Linked DNA regions of Xenopus laevis: region 2 is linked to region 1. Evidence: chromatin contacts called from public Hi-C data. All regions are on one chromosome and are shown on one strand. Each heading gives the region's core, a stretch centred on a gene start, on an enhancer-like site or on the middle of the called end of the contact. The rest is flanking DNA. Distances are from core to core; before and after follow the strand shown. Region 1 has its middle 9.9 kb from the start of fa2h.L. Region 2 holds the start of mlkl.L (mixed lineage kinase domain-like protein).

Evidence for each region. Hi-C and Micro-C count contacts between places; a contact is called where the count stands out from the background.
Region 2: a Hi-C map of the XTC cell line shows a contact between it and region 1, with 4 times the contacts expected there. The contact joins the promoter of mlkl.L here to the enhancer-like site in region 1. A contact is called at or near these places in 3 of 4 Hi-C or Micro-C datasets (the XL177 cell line, the XTC cell line and animal cap).

The regions. Positions count from the first base shown.
Region 1 is chr4L:69,027,148-69,029,847 of Xenopus_laevis_v10.1, reverse strand. No RefSeq gene overlaps it. Among protein-coding and RNA genes, the nearest start is that of fa2h.L, 9.9 kb to the left of the region's middle. Within about 2 kb of position 1,382, at least 1 of the 7 cell types and tissues checked has an H3K27ac peak or open chromatin away from gene starts, as enhancers often do.
Region 2 is chr4L:69,096,377-69,099,076 of Xenopus_laevis_v10.1, reverse strand. mlkl.L (mixed lineage kinase domain-like protein) reads right to left here and starts at 1,439. Exons shown (of 11, transcript XM_018258067.2): 1 at 1,326-1,439.

The sequences.
Region 1 (2,700 bases), core at 133-2,632:
TGGGGCGAGGATTATTACATTCTAAATTAATAAATAAAAAAACTATAATAATGGATGATCAGCAAAAACGTTATAAATGTCCCAAACGTTATACATTTCTCAGCCTTCCATTTGCTGTACACAGGCTAATAAAACCTGCTTACTCTCTAGATTATGTCGGCAGCTTATTGGCCTGTGTATGGGCCCTTGTCAACAGACTGCCTGACCAATAAAGTATGTGATCGGCAATCAGTCACATTGGCATGTTAAAACAGTAGTCTTCTGATGAGTCTGCTACACTCATGATACACTCACATATTTAAAGTATAAATACACATACTTATACTAAACTAACTGTAGATTTTGAGATCACTGTTCATTGGCAAAAAAGTAGTCCAAGCCACTCTTTAAAGGAGAAACAACCCCCCCGAGTAAATGCCCCTAACTCTTTACTTACCCTTCCGTGCAGATTCTGTCCAGCGGAGTTCACGGGCACAATCTCATTCTCTTCGGTAATCTTCGGTAATCTTCGTAATGAGACCAGCAAAGCGGCGCATGCGCAGTTGGAGCAATTTTCTGTTTTGCGACAACTGCGCATGCGCTGAAACTCGCGAAAATTGCTGAATCGCTGGAGATTACAGAAGTGGCTGAAGATGGCATCCGTGAACTCTGCTGCACAGAATCTGCACGGGGGTGTAAGTAGGGTAGGGATTTTTTTTATTAAGGGTTTGTTTCTCCTTTAAGGTATTAATAGAATATGCTCAGCAGGGCATGCCACAACCTCGCTGCCCTGACTGTGGAGGACCACCTTCTCTGCTTCAGATGAAAGTTCAATTTCTGGAGTTTAAAGGAGTTGCCTCTTATTCTTATTATTCTTTGTTATCATCTATGTGGAAAAAGATCTCCAGCTATCTGTCTATAATGTTTCCTAAGAGTTTTCCTGAGAAAACAACCCCAACGTTATATACTGAATTTAATGCAGCAGCCTAAAGGTTCAGAATCCGATGGTGGTCAGACAGGTACTAGGACCTGCACCCCTCCAGGCATGTGACTCTTTTGCTTGCACCTAGTTCTGGCCCTGAAGGGTTTACCATCTTGAATTTAATTAGAATGTCAGTGACACTCCCATGTTGAGTGTGCTCTAGGCAGCTATTGATATGGTAAGCTTAAAATGAGGATTGCCTCTAATAAGAGCTGATGCTACAGGGCTGGGTTTTTAAGTTTAAGGCTAATTGCACTTGTTTCTAAACTGGCATGTAACGAAAAACTGAATTAATTGGCAATACGTCATGCATCATGATGTTTATATTCAATCTGTACTGTATATTGTGTTGCCTCTAAGCTAAGCAGCACAGTGCATGTACACAAAAGAAGATGGGGGACAGATCTTCCCTGCTAAAACACTGTGGTTGCCTTGGACTAGTACAGAAGCCAAAAACATAATGTACTGCATTTCTACTCATTTAAACAACAACCTTCTGTGTGGTACTGTATCATATGCTTTAGCAAAGTCTAAGTAGATCACATCCACTGCCACCCCAATGTCTATGTTTCTGCTCACCTCCTCATAGAAGGCAAACAAACGTGTGTGGCAAGATCTATTATGCATAACCCCATGCTGGCACAAACTCATAGTAAAGGTAGTGTGATTTGAAATGTATTCAAGTATGTTTAATATTAGTACCGCTCTAAATGTTTTCCTACCACCAATGTCAAACTAGCTGAGAATGGGATCCATTTTGAATAATGGTACCACATTAGTAATTTGCTAATCTCTTGGCATCATGGCAAACATGAAAGAATCCTGAAAAATTAAGTAAAGAGGTTTGGCAATCACAAATCTTTTGTACTATCCTGTCCTGAATCTTTGTTTACTTTCATATGTTCTAGCCTTTTCTGAACTACCCCATGAATCAGCCATCCCTGTGGTCCAGAGAACAGGGGGTACGGACAGCGGGGTCTGCTTCCTCTATAGTTGCCATCCTCCTAATGTCAAGTAGGGAGGGCGGATGCAGGCGGGCGGAAAATGCCGGCAGGATGGGATTCTAGAAAGGAAAAGCTGTGGTCTAGGCCTCTAGATTTTTTTTGCAGGGGGTCCATTGCACATCTCTCCATTTCCATTTCTTATTTTTAACATTGTTGTTTGGAACCATATGGAATGTGAAGTAGATAGAAGGAAGTATTATTATCTAATATGTATAATATTGGATAATAATACTTCCTTCTATCTACTTCACATTCCATATGGTTCCAAACAACAATGTTAAAAATAAGAAATCAGTCTAATGTTTAGCCCACCCAAATCGGTTAATCAACAATGGAGGCTCATGGTGGAATTCACAAAAGTGATGTTAAGACAAATATGCCATTAAATTTAAGTAAAATGTCAGATTATGGCAGAAAATCAATGGAGGACAAATTCAAGGTAGGCCAAAGTCTTTTTTTTTACTTCACTTTTGTGATTTCCCTGCATAGTGTTTTATTTTTACCTAGTATGGATTGCAAATTGCAAATGGGTGAAACTTTAATCTGCCTACTAGTAAGGAAAAGTAACGTTCCCAGGTTTAACAGGAACTCTGCCTATTTGCTCCTCTCAAATGTGTCCTCCTACCTTCCTATGTCCCCCACCATAGACTTGTCAGCAACTTCAGGCTTGAGGGAGACAGGACAAAGTCATCAGTCAGATTGTACCCTGTATAAATGATATCACAGAACTATTTT
Region 2 (2,700 bases), core at 190-2,689, 69 kb before region 1:
CTTTCCCCTTCAGTGCAGAGAAATAGATACCTTTCTCTTCAGTGCAGCTAAATCGGGACTTTCCAGTACTAATGCTGGACTGCGGTTTGAGCTGTCAAAAGTGGGACTGTCCCCAATTGCAGCACATCAGGGGCGCTGCGCCAATGAGAGAGAGTGGAGAAACTTGTCTCAGGTAGCAGCGCTCCACTGGTTACCAGTGGCAGCAATAATGCATCTTCTGTTAACTTTAAGAGACAAATTTCAGTTTTTAAAACCAGAACGTTGTCTTTTCTAGCAAAGAGATCACCATTGCACTCTCTTGCTAGGATCCTGGACCCCTCTGGGAGATCTCAGGCTGCACAGGGGCCAGAATTAGTAACCCGGTGCCCCCCCATGTCCAGTCCGACTCTGATGTTTTATTATTTGTAGCTTTTTATTCAGCAGCTCTCCAGTTTGCAGTTTCAGCAATCTGGTTGCTAGGGTCCAAATGACCATAGCAACCACACATTGATTTAAATAGGATACTGGAATATGAATAGGAGAGGACCTGAATAAAATAGGAGTAATAAAAAGTAGCAATAACAATACATTTGTAGCCTTACAGAGCATTTGTTTTTTAAATGGGGGTCAGAGTCAGAAAAAGAAGGCAAATAATTCAAAAACTATAAAATGAAGACCAATTGAAGAATTACTTAACATTAGCCACTCTATAACATACTAAAAGTTAACATAAAGGTAAACCACCCCTTTAATCTCATTGATTTCTGAACACAGTGACATTATAAATAAAACATATAAAGCAACAAGTGAAGATCGTACTGTTCATATTAACAGATCTAACAGGTCTTTATGAATAATCCATAAGCAACACATAGACAATAGGACAGCTCCTAGTGATAATAACAGAAGTTAATAGATACAGGAGCTACCAGATCACAAAAATCAGAGACATTTTAAATAAATAAATGCATATTACGGGCTGTATTTCAATTCAACATGATCTGTAATGTTTAGTACATAACTGTAAACGATCTAATGAATACATACACACCAACATTTCCTAAAATATCCACACCAGAGACTTATTGCTGAGCCAGTCACACTGCAGACGGCTGCTCTGACACTGCCCATAGGAAACAATGGGATGCTTTTATTCACAACAAGTTACTTGTGAAGCATGTTCCTAAGAACAAATGTTAAAACAAATTAAAAAGATATCGGGGTCGCAGTGATTTTAGCACAATCTATACACAACTCCTGTTTAAATACAATGCCATGATAAAGGGGAAAATGTTAGTATAAATGGTTGTTACAAGCGATACAAATGTGACTGTCACAGTACTGACCTGCTCACACCCGCACTCCTCTGAAACTCTGAGCCTTCCTCTTCCTCCCAGCAATAAGCATTGTGTGTAACTCCTCCTCTCTCCTCTGCTTCTTCTGCTCATTTACTTCTGCTTTTCAGCTTAAACAGACTCTGGGAACTTCCCAAATGGCCTAACCCAGGGAAACCCTGCCATAACAACTCCTTTGCTCTGTTATTCCCAGCTGATACCCTGTATATTGTGTGTTTCTTAATTCATGGGTCAAATTTGGGTTGGGTCCACTTGTGTGGATAGTAATTCAAAGGAGATAATTAATTCTACACTCAGGGAGTTATTTATCAGAATCTGAATTTATCTGATTCTTGTTTTGATCTTATTTATTCATAAAAAAAGCACAATTTAGTTGGATTGGGGAAAAACTATATAAAATGAAGCAAAAATCCGATTTTTTTTCTGAGTTTTTCCCTGAAAAGTATGATTTCTTTTGGATTTTTGCCCAGAAATAGTCAGATTTTCAGGCTAATTCCAGCGCAGACCACAGAAACTTCCAAATCGGATAAGGCCCTCTCCCATTGATTTATATACAACCTTGGCCTGTCTGTTCTTCCTCAGGGTATAATAAAAAAAAATTTGGATTTTATGGTCACATTTTTCACACCCAGTTTTGGGTCCTGAAGGAAAGATGACACAATATTTACTAAAGGGCAAAATTTAATATTCAGGGGGTTATTTATTAAATTCCAAATGCCAAAAACTTGAAACTTGTTTTTACTGTAAAATTTTAGTGAAAAAAACTCAAATCTTTAGAGATTTATTATACCCCAAAGATAGAAAAAGTCTGAATCCGAAAATCCAGCATCTCAGACCTACCAAGGTTGTATACAGGGCTGCAATTAGAAATCATTGGTCCGTGTACAACAACATTTTTGGGGTCCCCTGGGCCCGGCCGGGTGATGCCCACCCTCACGCCCAAGCCCACCCCATATACCGCCCACTACACATCACAGTTAAAAGACCACACAGACATCAGCGCCTAAAAAAGTAACCCCCCACACACATAAGTTATAAAAAAAAAATTGTAAAAAATTTAAAAAAAAAACAAAAAACATTGATGGCAAGGGCCCCTTACAAGTTTAAAAAAATTGGGCCCCCCAAAAAATTTTCACATTTTTTTTTCAAAAATTAAAAACAAAAAATAAACATTGGCGGCAGGGGCCCCCTTACAAGTTAAAAAAAATTGGGGCCCAAAATTTTTTTTTTAAAAAAAACTTGGTGCCAGGGCCGCCCTTACAAGTAAATGTTGGTGCCAGGGCCCCCCTTACAAATTACAAAATAATTGGGGCCCCAAAAATTTTTTTTCAAAACAATTGGTGCCAGGGCCCCCCCTTACAAGTAA